Regions from separate parts of the Mus musculus genome. Here regions 2, 3, 4 and 5 are each linked to region 1. Evidence: chromatin contacts called from public promoter capture Hi-C data. All regions are on one chromosome and are shown on one strand. Each heading gives the region's core, a stretch centred on a gene start, on an enhancer-like site or on the middle of the called end of the contact. The rest is flanking DNA. Distances are from core to core; before and after follow the strand shown. Region 1 holds the start of Fxr1 (fragile X mental retardation gene 1, autosomal homolog). Region 2 holds the start of Sec62 (SEC62 homolog (S. cerevisiae)). Region 3 holds the start of Phc3 (polyhomeotic 3). Region 4 holds the start of Actrt3 (actin related protein T3). Region 5 holds the start of Prkci (protein kinase C, iota).

Region 1 (2,700 bases), core at 9-2,508:
TTACTTATTTATTGTTGTTTGTGATGAAAATGTTTTATACTGATCCTGGTGATAGACGCTGAACTGTACATTTTTAAAAGGGCTAATCTTGTATAAAGAAAATGTACTTTATACAAACCAGGTTGCTAGGGGCCAGGAGCTCACACCAGTAAAGCCAGCACTCTGGAGGCTAAGACAAGAGAATGGGAGGTAAATCGAAGGCCATCTTGGACTGCTTAGTGAGACTTGTCTCAGAGTAACAGGTAACCGTGGGGGAACTGAGCCTGTTAGCCCAACTGGCACCTGGAGGTGGGAGGCAGGGTGGTCAATTTGAGCTCCAAATAAAGGAAAGACAAATACATCATGCGTCGCTGAAAAGTTATGTAAAGATGCACATACAAATGAATTCTTTTAAGTACTATTTCCAAAAGCCTTGCTTTCAGAAGTTGGCATTAACTTATCAAACTAAGTATGAGTGCCACAAAGCTTCTAGAACTGGTGGCGTTTCTGGTAAAGTCACACAACACAAAACCCAATAGGTTCTTGGATCCTCTTTGCAAAACTTCCCACGTGTAACCTATCAGGGGTGGGAGGAATACACTTTCCCATTGTTTAAAATTTTTTAAAAGTAATGCCAGCACTCCGATGGCCAGAGGCAGAAGCAGTTCTGTGGGTTCAAGGCCACCCAGGGGTAGAGAACTGTGTCTCAAACAGGATCCCCCCACAAAATTAGCCTAGGTTTCCCGAGCCTTTAATAACGTATTAAGGTAACCGTGCTCGGTCGGTGACAGGTGAGTGAGCTGCCTTCGCGCGAGGCGAGGCCTGAGAACTGCGTGAGGCTCGGGGGAAGCCCCGAGTCCCGGGTTCGTCCTGGGAAAGGCTCTTCAAGGGGACGGCCCGAGGCTCCAGAGGGAAGGCTCCATGAGGGCAAACCTGAGAGTGTCGGCCGGCCATGCGCTCTGGCCGAGCCCGAGCGCCCGCCAGGCCGCGCTTCCTGACGGGAAGAGCCCGTAGGGAGCGTCGCCGGCCGCGCGGATCCTGGGGCGAGGGTGGCGCGCCGGGCGGGTCCGCCTCACTCATTGTGCGCGAGGCGGGCCGCGCGGGCGTGGGCGTGGGCGGACCGGCCTGCCGCTGGGTAGCCGCCCAAGGACCCGCGCAGAGCGGCGCCGCTAGCGGAGAGCCCGGGAGCGGGCCGGGAGCGTCCCGCCCTCCCGCCCGCCCGCCCCTCCCCCGCGACGCTCGCCCCTCCCCCCTCCTCCCCTCGCGTTGGAAAGTTTCTAGAATCTCTTCCCAGCAGCCTTTGCGGTTCCAACATGGCGGAGCTGACGGTGGAGGTTCGCGGCTCCAACGGGGCTTTCTACAAGGTACGGGCCGCGGGGCGGCCGGGGATGGGAGCTGGGCACTGGGAGCGGGGTCAAGGGGCGCCGGGGACCCCGGGGGCCGAGGAGAGGTGTCAGGTGGTGGCGGGGGAGGCAGCTGGGCCGTGCTGCTGGCCTCTGCCCTCGGCGCGGTTTAACGGTCTCGGGGCCCAGGCTCCGTTATGTTTGGAAACAAGGCGGCGGGTGCTGGCTTGCCTCCTGTCCCGGAGCGTCCTGGGTCGAGGCCTCCGGGACGCGGGCGGGCGGGCGGGCTGGAGCGGCGGGCTGTGGTGCGGGCGCGCCGCCGAGGCCTGGCGGGGTGGGGGGCGCGGACGGGCGGACTGAGGGACGGACTGAGGCGGGCAGCTCACTGCGACCCCGCGGCGGCGGCCGGGCCCGCCAGGCTCCTCTCCGCCCGCCCGCCCTCCCGCCCGCGGCATGAATGGCTGACTCCCCGGCCTACCCCGGCTTGTGCTGCCCCGGGGGCCCTGCGAACCCACGGCGCCCGCCCGCCCGCGTGGAAACCCGGACGGGCGGCGGGCCCTGGTGGCCGCGGCCTGGGGAGCGGGCGGCCCCTTCGCCCCTCGGCCCGGGAGAAATGCGAATTCCGAAGGAAGGGTTCAAAGGTGACCCGAGGCCAGGCGGCAGGTGGGAGGGACGCGTGTCTTCCCAGCCCCTGGGAAGGTGGGTTTTTTGTTTTTTGTTTTTGCTTTTTAAGTCCTCTTCCACGAGGTTCTTTTTGTTTCCTTTGAGAAGAGGCCATGCATTGCCGTGGAGGCTGGCCTCGGAGACAGAGGGAGGATTCTAGAGTGGAGGAATTTGTAAGGCGCTTGCTTCTATTGGAAAAGGGGGAGGGGGCACCAAGCAGAACACGAAGGCTGAACAGTTTTTCCATAGTAACGGCCCCTTCTCCTTATTTTTTTTTCTCCCCAAAGTGTGCGAGAATCTTAACAAATCAACACAAAACCTTCTCAGCTGTTGTCTGTCAGTCATTCTCCAAGCCAGCATCTCAGATGTTTGAGAGTCTTGGCTATTTTTATGAAGGCTCTCTTCTAGTACATGAGTATTGTATGTACTTAAAATGGTTTCTCACAGGTTTTCATTTCAATGGCTCCTTTATTCCAGAGGATTTTATTTGGTATTAACGATTTCCTAATTTTTCAGTGTTTTGCTTTTCCCTTTCTAGCTTGCTTATTAGCTGTATGGAGGTGATTTGTCACGTGGTAATAATATAGGCAGTAGCTCATTGACAAAGAATGATAAGTATACTTTTTTAAATTTTGTTTTGTAAATTTTGATTGTAAAATCTCTGGTGGCCAACTAAGTAGTAAGAGTGAGTGTTAAAGCCTTTAGTATCACCTAT
Region 2 (2,700 bases), core at 87-2,586, 3.2 Mb before region 1:
ACCTGGCTAAACATTCATCCCCTGTCACAACTCTACAGGGTCACAGAGAGTTAAAAAACATAACCAAGTTACTAGTGAAGTTTTGTATAGATAAACCCAGTCAACATTGTATCTTCTGTCCTAGCACCTATAATATAATCGTAGTTCCCTTTTTATGACTTTTGGTTAATGGTTTTACAACCTTTTGGAATGTGCTCTGAGTAGTAGAGGCAATTAACTGGTGACAGAGACTGGCAGAGTTCTCATTGCAGTTTTGACAGCTTAATACATACTGGTACAATTTTAGGAATCCTTACAGGATCATCATTAAGAATTAAGTCATCCATTTGTCTATATAGCATCCCTACAAGACAGTACATCTCTGTAGATCTGCAACTGCAGAGATCTGCTCAAAGAGGTAGGCTAATACCTAGTGATTGTTATATATGTTTAATAATAACAGGAGAAGCATATTAATAGTAGGAATCTTTCCTAAAATTATTTTCTCCTGGGCTTTGCCTATGGGAGCAAATCTGTCACGGATTATGTTAATCTGAGGCACACAATCTCAGGGAGATCATCTGCTAGCTATTAGCTTGTCCTGACAATCATCTGGGTAGGAAAGGCTAGAGAAAACAAGATATTGTATGTTCCAAGTTTTGTGTTAATACGTAAGAATTATTAGTTCTCCCCTGCTTCCTGACAGCAGAGCCAAATTACAGATCTCTTGAGAGTAGAATTGCATAGTTAAAAACAAAAACCACCAACCTTCAGCTATCTTAGTATATAAATGATCAGGCATCAAAGTACTGAGCTTTGCTTCAACTACATATTATTATGTCAGATATATGAAATAGAAAACTTTAAGGATTTTGAAATTAAGTTTACAATGCAAAACTGAAAAAAAAAACCACAACAACAAACAGGCTACCAGGTTCCATGATGTTTGGGGGGGAACAGAGAAGACTTATAAATTCAACATACACACACATCCCATGTACACGCAAAGTGGATATAAAGGACAAAAGAAATTTAAAATGATTAACTGACTCAAGGGATAGAATTAAACTTTATTGGTTTTATCTTTTCTGCATTTTTTCAACTTTCTTACAGCCACAATGTCATCAGAACTTGTACCTAAGCACTTAACTACCCATGTCTTTGGTCTAGAAAGTTCTGGAATAATAGTCATATAGCAGGTCGTCAGAATAGTCATATAGAAGTGGCCTGCAGTCTACTGCATCCCAACTAGTCTTGCTCCTTTCCACCTTAACTTCCCTGGGCTCATCCAGCCTTCTGGAGTCTAAGGATGGGTTGTGAGGTGTCACGTGAGGAGCGGACATTCCAAGGCTTTGGGGACGAGCTGTGTTTAATGGAGTCAGACTCTGAAGTTGTTTTCCACCTTTTAAGGGGAACTTGGCGGGACTGAAGTGGGGTGCCACGGGGCTCGCTGGGGCAGGAAGCGCCACAGGTGACGCTGTGCGCCCCGGTGGTCCCGGCGGCGTCAGCGACTCTGAGGGGCGGGGCCCGGGGATCTGTGTTTACACGCCAGCCAGGTGACTCGGGCGTTCAGTCAGGGCTGAGAGCCGACGCGACTTGCCAGCCTCCAGCGCTCTGACTCACGTGGCGCCGGCCTCCGGGACCAGAAGCAGAAGCAGCCCGCGTCGTCCGCCACCGCACGGACGGCGGGAAGACCACGGAGGCCGCCCCCAGCCCAGAGCCCGCGGCGGGTTACATAACGGGCCGCGAGCCGCCGCGCTCTCGCGAGATCTCAGCCGCCCCCTCCCCGACTCGCTCCACGTCAGAAGGAACCGGGCGGAGCGGCCAACATGGCGGAACGCAGGCGACACAAGAAGCGGATCCAGGTAGCTCGGCGGGGCCGTGGGACCGGGGACGGGCTCGGGCGCGCTGGGACGAGGAGGGACAGGGGGAGACGTCCCGAGCGGCCGGACGCCCGGAGGCCGTCTCCGCGGGGTCGCGGCGCCGGGATGGTCTCGAGGCGGGACGGTGTTAGCGGCCGCTCGGCCGAGGGCTCTGTGGTGCGTCCGGGGAAGGAAGGAGGGAGGGAGGCGCGGCGCTCGAATCCCGCGTCCGGCCCCGCGTTCCTGCGGCGGAGGGCTCGGGCCTGCGCGGGGAGCGCGGACGCCAGGCGCCGGCCGGCCTCCCTCCCTCCTCCGTGTCTCCCTGGCGTCCCGATATTAAGGCCACGGTAGCTGGGGTGGAAGGAGGGCTGACCTGCGGCACCGCCGCCGGTTCTTTGTGCTTGCAGACGGTCGGTCGGTCAGCTGGCCCCGGGCCGCCCGGCCCCAGGGCTCCTTCCAGATGTTAAGCGGCGTGTGCCCTCCATTCCCCTCCCAATGGCTCTTTTAACCGAATAGCCGGGCTTGAACCTTGCCGGCTTTCTTCCAGGCGACACGATGTAAACAAACCCTGCCCGGTCAGTGCTGCAATGGGCTGGTGGCACCCAGAAACCTTCCACATGCCAGCTTGTCAGCCTCACGCCCTACATACTGTGCCTCCCTCATCCCTTATGAATGTCACCTGAGCATCTCTTCCCCGCAGTTTTCGCCCTGTTGGGTGTCCTTTGTTCGATGCACCTTAAACATGGATGTGAGCGCCTCAAGAGCTCACTCAGAAACCAAAGGCCTAAGTTGATGGTCTCTAGTAAGTTGTTAATATGTCAGTCACAAGTTGTTACACTCATTCTTGTCTTTCTGTTCC
Region 3 (2,700 bases), core at 124-2,623, 3.1 Mb before region 1:
AATCCACTGGATTCCTCCTTCCTTGTCTGTCTTTTTCTCCTGAGAAATAAAAGTTGAACCGGCTGGCATTCCCACCGTCGACAAGCCTGTAACAAGAACATTTACTTCTCTTTCTTAAAAATCAAAACAAAATAGGGTGTCACTACGTAGCTCAGGCTGGCCTCAATGAGACTCAGGAGTCTCCAGCCACCATAGGCTGTATTAACAGCTCCAATATACAAGGGAGAAAGTAAGGTGAAAGGAAAAACAGATGGGGCTGCTAACTTCTTTTAGTGGGAGCTGAATCACATTTTTAGACGTTCTGCTGTTCATTTCCTTCCAATCAGCAAACCACAGTATCATATGGCACCTGCTCAATACTACACTCAATCAGCAGTAAGGTAAAATCTTGAAACTACTGCGTGTCAAAACACTTTGGCACCGGGACCAATGGCATCCAAGCCACCACCGTAAACCCTGGCCTTTCAAAGTCTTATTCTGCTCAGCTGTGCTCTCAAAGCCCAAAGGCGGGCGAAGAAGACAGTGAGTTCTGACGAACCAAAAATGGTCAGGGAACCTAGACAGTAATTCTAAACATTGGATGTGTGCAACTGGGCAAACCATCGCTTTACATTTCGAGGCCTGGTACAAAAGAACACTTTCGGGGAGCGCACGGGCTTGGCACGGAAATACTTGCCGCGTTCAGCTCTGGCACTCCAGAGGCCTACCCGGGAACCTGAAGTTTCAAGTCGCCAACTGAGCATAGCATCACAGCGCTACCCAAGAATGCGGCCCTCCAGGGAGGGAGGCTCGCCGCCGCAGCCCGAGCCCGGAGGGGGACTGCAAGGAAAGGCCGGGGAGGTGGGGAGCCTCGGCCGTGGGCCGCAGCCGCTGTCCGGACGCCTCCCTGCGCCTCCCCGCGCCCCCGCCGCACGGACGGACGGACGGACGGACAGACAGACGGCTACGGGCCCGCAGGAGCCAGCGCGGAGGCCCGGCGGCGCCTGCCCAGCCGGACACACCTCGGCGGGGACCGCGGCTGGAATGACAGCCCCGGCCGAGCGCCGCAGGGCTCGCGTCCCGGGAGAGCCCGGAGACTAGGGTCCCCCGGGTAGCTGTGCGCTTAGGACCACACAGCCCCGGGACCGCACGGCGCAGCACGCACTCCCGAGGGGAGGCTGGCTGGACCTGCCATCCTCCTCCCACAGTCGGGCTTCTCCACCACGCCGTGGCTCCCGCCTCGCCTCCGCCCTGCACCGCCAGCCTCGGAGCCCCAAGAGCTGCCTCGGGGGAACGTGTCGCAGCCCTCACTCGCCCCCCGGTTACGACATCAGTCACCAGCAAGTCACTCACTCCGCTTCCGCCATCTTCTCTCCTCCATCACTAACACGAAGTGCGCATGCGCCTCCTTTTCCCCCTGCAAGAGCCAAGAGCCGAGGGGCGGGATCTGGGGGGCGGGGGGCGCAGAGGTCACGTGAGGCCAGCGACTGCCAGGCTCCCTCCCACCTCAACTCTCTCTGTGAGGTGGCCTGTGTTTCCCTAAGTGGTCCTTCCCAGACACCCTCTATTTCTATGGCTCAGAATCTTTGTCTTAGCCCGGGGTCTGCGACGAATATAGAAAAAGTTCTGCTTAGCGCTGGAAATGTAGAAGTTGCTAGAATACTTTCAGAAACGTGCATCAAGTCTTAGGTTCAATACCCAGCCCCACATAAACCAGACATGGCTAGGCCCTTAGAAAGTGTTGTTTTGAATAAAAATTCAAAGTCATCCTAGACTATATAATGTAAAACAGAAACCCCATGATCCTGGTTCTATAAGAAAGCAGACTGAACAAGCAGCAGCCCTCCACAGCCTCTGCATCAGCCTCTGCATCAGCTCCTGTTTCCAGGTTCCTGCCCTACTTGAGTTCCTGTTCTGATTTCCTTTGGTGATGAACGGTGCTATAGAAGTGTAAGCCAAATAAACCCTTTCCCTCATGTCCTGCTTTGGGGATGGTGTCCCCATACCTTGCAAGGGTAAGCTTCTGTTTCCTGAACCTAAGATATCCTGAAAACCATGCTTTTTAACCTCTGCTGAATTTGTAACCCCATGATGTATACTCCTTTGCCTTGCTAAACTCCTGAACATCTCTGATGACTCCCCTTCCATATAGTGTCTTACCCTTGTATACCTCACAGCCGGCCTTGAGCCCTGAGTCCCCCCATTCTTCTGTCCTGGTGCTAACAGCCAACGCTCTCAACAGCTGTAATCTATCAACCCTAATCCTTGCCCCACAACAGAGACCTCAAAAGCCAGTGAGGGGCTGCTTTCTGAAACCTGAACTTGGATGAGGCAGCCTTTAGCCAGTCTAAGTATAGCTTGCTTAATCAGACAGTTGTGGAAATGTTTTTCCCCACCTCGGGTCTAACAGAAATTTTAAGGCTAGCCTGGGATATGTAAGACTGTGTTTAAAAAAAAGAAAGAAAGAAAGAAAGAAAGAAGAAAAATTAACTACAACTATAAAACATTAAAAATATGTATCCAAAATAGTCTGAAAAGTGGATTTTGTAGACATACATACACAGTGTGACTTTGCTTCATAGATCCAAGAAATAAGCAAATCTCTGTTGCTCTTGACTGAGAAAGAAGCATAGTGATCGTAAACAGTGTCTCCTATTTCCTGAGATGAAGTGCACTAATCTCAGTGTCTCAGGGTTCCATTGCTGTGATGAAACACCATCC
Region 4 (2,717 bases), core at 171-2,670, 3.4 Mb before region 1:
CCCTCAAAGATGGGCACACACTGAGTAATCCCAGCTCCTGAATTCAGCACCAGGCCAGTAGTAAAGCCAGCAGCGAAGAGAGCCAACACCGCCTGGGCGGACATGTAGAAGGCAGGGACTCCCAGATTCTCAAAAAACACTTCGGAGATGTGTTGCCGGTCTGCCAGTGGATTCAGCGCAGGTTCTGTAACCAAGACCGGGCCATCACTGGCGTTCAGGTTCAGGTTGTAGTCATAGATATGCTTCCACATGATCTCCATGTCCCCCCAGGAGGAAATGAGACCCCGTTCCACTGGATAGCTGGAGGGAGGACAATAAAATATATAAGTCTTGTGCTTTTATGGTTGTTGCTAATGGTGGTTTTAGATTTGGCTTAAATTATTATTATTATTACTATTACTATTATTATTATTATTTGATAGTTCTTGTTTTGAGACAGAATCTCATTATGTTGTGCTGGCTAGCTTAGAACCCATGACACTTGCCTCCAGCACTCAGGAGGCAGAGACAGGCAGATCTACGATTTCAGGCCAGTCCAAACAATAGAACTAGTTTTAGGATAGCCAGGGTTACACAGAGAAACTCTACATCAAATAAACAGACAGACAGACAGACAGACAGACAGACAGACAGACAAATAAAACAAACTCAGTATGCAAACCAAGATGGCTTGGAATGCACAGACTCCCCTGCCTTTACCCGATTGAAGGTGAAGGCTACCATTCTTAAATAGAAACTGTTAATTCTACCTTTCTGTTCCTTTGCATCCAAGGGGACTATTTATCATTATTGTTTTCTGTAATTGACAAAGTAACTTCCAGTAAACAGCACAGCTACTTTTCTCTGCAGTCATTTTGCTTGGCTATTTTTTTCTCTTCTTTGGAGAATGTGACTTCAAAAAGTTGGAAACTTCCCACATTCTGGTATAATTGTAAATAGTTCAAGAGACCACACCGCATGACAAAAGTCACACGTCAAGCCACATTCTTACGCAGGCACATCTAGCATGAACGGCCACTGTATGCTTGAATATATTTGTGTATAGAGAACAGAAGTTTTTGTTTGTTTGTTTGTTTTGGGTTTTTGTTTTTGTTTTTTGTAAGGAGTGGCCTTGGGGTTCCTTCCCTGGTCCTTTCGGGGTGGCTTTAGCTATGGGCTCTCCACCCACTTCCACAAAGCCCCCAAGACTGCAGAGTCCCGCAGTACCTGATGGATAGGAAGCTCCTGCGCTCCTGCGCTTGATCACCCACACACAGCTCCTGCCTGCTGTCCGCCGTATGGCCCTTGGACCGGCCCAGAATATTCGGGTAGACAAACTGGGGCTCCCGGGTCCCAGCCAGGCCCGCCTTGATCATTCCCGAGCCGTTGTCGATCACCACTGGTGGCTGGTAGCCGCTCATGCCGCTGGTGCTGCTGCATCTGCGCCTCCAGACCGCTCTTCCCAGGCTGTGCGGTGACAGGTGTTGGTAATGTCGCGTCACAGAGGACCCGGCCATCTGCTGGCCCGCATGACATGAGTGAGGTGCCTCCTGCGACCGCTTTCCATGGGTTGAGCATCACCGCTGCTCCTGGAAGCTCTCAGCATTAATACCAGAAAACCGGGCTACCCTTGCAAAACATAGAAATCTAACAATTTGCAAGAACCTTTCTCAAACACGCTGAATGTCTATTAAAAAAAAATTCTCTTAAGTCCTTGCACTGTGGTTAACAGTAGTGTTCCAGGGCGAGTGGGAAGCTGGAGGAAGACCCTTAACACCGGCCTTGGAAATATCGCTACAGGAAGGCTCTGCCTGGCTTCTGTAAGGATCAATTTCAGGGAGTGCTGGGGTGTGAAACGAGTTTATGTTCTGTATAGTAAAGTAAACAACGTTACATCTTTCCTGTCCTTTCTAAAGATATACACAAAAAGGCAAAACCTTTTGGGTTTTGTAAGATGGTGCATTTTAGCACAGGCTGCCCTCGAACTCAGCGGAATTCCCCTCTTCAGGCTCTGAGTTCTGGGATGCTCGGCTCCCCTCCTTCCCCTTTTCTTTTCTCCGTTCATTTCTCTCTCTCTCTCTCTCTCTCTCTCTCTCTCTCTCTCTCTCCCTCCCTCCCTCCCTCCCTCCCTCCCTCTTCCCCCCCCTCCTTCCCCCCTTATTTCATCCTTTTCTTCATCTTCTGGATTATATCTCTAGGTCCTCCGAAGCTAATTTTCATTTCCTGAGGTTGATGTTTTAGGAATAAGAACATGTCTGCCATTTGGTAAGAATATAAATGCCTTAGATCATTATGAAGTTCAGTTCAGAAAAAGAAAGTACACTGCGCAGCAAAAAATGAACGTCTTGGTGTCTGGTTTCGCGCATCCTTTAGGGGCTTTAAAACAGCACACAAATAGAAGCTTTGGTTTCGAAGCAGGATGGGGAAAAGGGTAATTTACACGTGCTTCCACCAAAACCCGCCAAAGCACTGTACTGCGCCAAATCACAGGCCCTGGCTACAGCGCGCCGCTGCTTCCCAGCTGGAGGAAAGCATAACCTGTCTAAAATGAGAAAAAAAATGAAATTCGGCCAGGAACTAAGTGTGCCTGCTGGTCTCTAGTGGTGTACCCGCCGGGCTTAGCAAAACAAGAAAAAGACAGAATGAATGAAAGGAAGGAAGGGAGAAAAAGAAATTGCAAACAAGTTCAAACTTTTAAATAGTCTCAGCCTGTTAAGTTAACTGTGCTTTGTTAATAT
Region 5 (2,750 bases), core at 130-2,629, 3.0 Mb before region 1:
CCCCTTTCTGACCTCTGCAGGAACCAGGCGGTGTGTGGTGCTCATACATAAAATAATAATTAAAAAAAATGACCATCAGCAATCAATCCATATTTAACGTGATGATGCAGCCTCTAATTGTTAAAAAAAAAAAAGTTATTTAGTGGAAATTTTCATATACTCCAAATTTGTGGACGTTGGATGAAGCTAGTACCAAGCTAAGTGTCACACATAGTAGCTCTGATAAAGCAAGCAACCAAATCTAATGTATGATTATAAAGAAAGCTGCTGGGTAGTGGTGACACATGCCCTTAATAGGACCCAGGAGGCACTAGCAGGCGAATCTCTGAGTTTGAGTCTAGCCTGACAGAATGAGTTCAAGGACAGCTACAGAGAGAAAACCTCTTACCAACCAAAAACAAACAAACAATAACAAAAAGAAAGCCATATCTTTGCTTATTTCAACAATTTGCACATGTTGCTATCTGAGCTGACCTGGTGGCTAGATTCAAGCTACCTTAAGGGTAGAGTAAGTGATACAGGCAAGATCTGAGGAAGTCCGAAAGTAAGTTACACGGACAGATTTTTTTTTCTAATTCTCGACCAGACTAGTGTAAGTAAAATAAATGCTAATGAACTGACACACTAGTTAAGTATTCACTGGGCACTTTCTTCTATAGAATGGCAATATTCACGGGTTGAGGGCCTTGAAGAAGTCTCTCTCCTGTGGTATCTCCCAATTGAGTTTCTTCTTTCGTTGCATTCACTAATGCTTTTGCTACCTACATTATTAAATTCTCCCCGAAAAGGATTTGCTGAGCAGGTAATCAAATCTTGTTCCCCCAAAAGGGAACTGTTTAATTTCAATGATCAATGAAATTGACATGGAGAATTTAATTGGAAGGAGATTCTACATCTTGACGAAGCCATCTTTCCAGTGCCCTCAGATACTCAAGCGGTTTTCAGGACTTCCATGCCTACAACTCCCGGGAAGCACAAGATCGAAAACGCGGCACTCTACACTTAAGGAACAAGTCCCAGAATCCCACCGGGACTCCAAATCCCAGAATCCCGCGCAGCAAATACATTCCGGAAGCGTGGCGGGCTAGCTGGGACGAGACTAAATAGAAGAAATAGGGGAAGCAACCTTGAGCGTGGGTGCTCTGTAGGTTGTTTTGTAGAAATCCTTCCATTTAAAGGCGTGGTTTACAATTACTTATATTAATATCCAAGTATATTCCCATTTCAGAGCGTCTGTTAGTAGGCTGGTGGGTTCTGTTCCCTCTGCTAGCCTCTTCTCCCCCCCGTGAGGATGAGAGCGCCGGGGCTCCGCGACTCCTGAGCCCGCCCTGCCGCGGAATGCGGCCTTGGGAGCGAGCGTGGTGGGAGGAGCCGCGGCGGGAGGCGTGTTGTGCCGGGCGGAGGGAGGAGCGCTGGGGCTCGGGCTTGGCGGCGAAGCGACCCCTTGCTCGCTCCGCGCCGCGGGCTAGGCGTGTTGGTCGGCGAGGCGGGCGGCCACGGCTTCCCGACAGGCTCGGGAGGCCGAGACCCTCGCGGCGCCCGGCGCTGCCCCGGCCCCCTCGGCCTCCTGCGGCGAGGCGGGGGAGTGAGGAGATGCCGACCCAGAGGGACAGCAGCACCATGTCCCACACGGTCGCGTGCGGCGGCGGCGGGGACCATTCCCACCAGGTCCGGGTGAAAGCCTACTACCGCGGGTGAGTGTTGGCGGTCAGGGACCCGAGCGATCGTGGGGGCGGCGAGAGGTGCGGTTGGTGGCACCCTGGACGTATGAGTGTAGGTCGCCAGGAGTCGGCGGAGGAGAGTGGGCGCAACCGGAGGGGAGGACAAATCAGCTGACGGAGAAATTTGCAACTGTTTCGGGACTGGGTGGATTGAAGATTTCGAGGGAAGCCTCTGTTCACTCACTACTGTGGGCACGCAAGCCTGGACTGCTTCGTTAGGTGGCTCCTTTCATTGCAGACAGGCCTGAAGCCTCCGTCTTATAAATCAGGTTTACATCTATCCTTCGCCGTGGGAGAGTTCATGAAATAAGTCTGGACTATGGTCAGAGAGCCGCTATAGGTGTTAGAGTTAGTACCAAAGTCGATACTTTTTAATAGGATGTGCACTGGATCCTGGGTGGTCAGAATTAAGGTGCAAATGTGCTGACCCACATTTTGGAAGTTAGGGTGAGCTATCGAAAGGTGAGAAGCCAAGGCTTTAAATTCTAGAAACGATCTTTACCCCACTTGATTACCAAACGTTTAAACTAATGTCTCTGCCAAAAGTAATCCAGTTCTGAGCATAGCCCAAATCATTTTCTATCGTGACTTATCATAAAGTTCTTCCTCTCCTTTGACTTCAGTGTGTGGTTTGAGATAATTTAGGATCTCTGCTGAGGTGAAAGGCCAGCGTGAGCATAAAGACTGGAGAGCAGGGATTAACAGAAGACCTCTCTGCTTGTCTAGGCAGAAATAAATTGCTTTTAAAAGCTTCAAGTGCTACAAGGTTAAAAGAGCTGTGCGTGCTTTCACATTCCTGAGGGGATCAGTGAAGATAGCAGACCTTCCCGGTTCTTTCTTGTTTTCCTTTCAAGAGAACTGAAGCTGCACATGTCTTAATGTGTACATGTAAGGCCTTAGATTTGTGTGTTATCTTCCAGCCTCTGACATTGACTGATTTGGGACTAATTCGTAGAATTTGCAGTAGACAATGTTCTTTTCACTTAAAACAGAGAAAATGAGGTTAAAATAGTCTCCGCAAACGCACTA

What was found. Promoter capture Hi-C pulls out the DNA fragments that hold promoters and counts their contacts.
Region 2: a promoter capture Hi-C map of pre-B cells shows a contact between it and region 1. The contact joins the promoter of Sec62 here to the promoter of Fxr1 in region 1. A contact is called at or near these places in 1 of 39 promoter capture datasets (pre-B cells) and 1 of 484 Hi-C or Micro-C datasets (CD4 T cells).
Region 3: a contact with region 1 is called in a promoter capture Hi-C map of pre-B cells. The contact joins the promoter of Phc3 here to the promoter of Fxr1 in region 1. A contact is called at or near these places in 1 of 39 promoter capture datasets (pre-B cells) and 1 of 9 other capture datasets (adipose tissue).
Region 4: a contact with region 1 is called in a promoter capture Hi-C map of pre-B cells, with 4 times the contacts expected there. The contact joins the promoter of Actrt3 here to the promoter of Fxr1 in region 1. A contact is called at or near these places in 2 of 39 promoter capture datasets (liver and pre-B cells) and 4 of 484 Hi-C or Micro-C datasets (B cells, CD4 T cells, Th1 cells and 1 more).
Region 5: a promoter capture Hi-C map of pre-B cells shows a contact between it and region 1. The contact joins the promoter of Prkci here to the promoter of Fxr1 in region 1. A contact is called at or near these places in 2 of 39 promoter capture datasets (liver and pre-B cells).

What each region holds. Positions count from the first base shown.
Region 1 is chr3:34,018,821-34,021,520 of GRCm38.p6, forward strand. It overlaps Fxr1 (fragile X mental retardation gene 1, autosomal homolog), which reads left to right and starts at 1,259. Exons shown (of 17, transcript NM_001113188.1): 1 at 1,259-1,343. The coding sequence starts at 1,293.
Region 2 is chr3:30,791,540-30,794,239 of GRCm38.p6, forward strand. It overlaps Sec62 (SEC62 homolog (S. cerevisiae)), which reads left to right and starts at 1,337. Exons shown (of 8, transcript NM_027016.2): 1 at 1,337-1,844. The coding sequence starts at 1,809.
Region 3 is chr3:30,968,042-30,970,741 of GRCm38.p6, forward strand. Phc3 (polyhomeotic 3) reads right to left here and starts at 1,374. Exons shown (of 15, transcript NM_001165954.1): 1 at 1,333-1,374. The coding sequence starts at 1,346.
Region 4 is chr3:30,598,450-30,601,166 of GRCm38.p6, forward strand. It overlaps Actrt3 (actin related protein T3), which reads right to left and starts at 1,421. Exons shown (of 2, transcript NM_029690.2): 1 at 1,207-1,421; 2 at 1-300. The coding sequence starts at 1,400.
Region 5 is chr3:30,994,392-30,997,141 of GRCm38.p6, forward strand. Prkci (protein kinase C, iota) reads left to right here and starts at 1,380. Exons shown (of 18, transcript NM_008857.3): 1 at 1,380-1,694. The coding sequence starts at 1,594.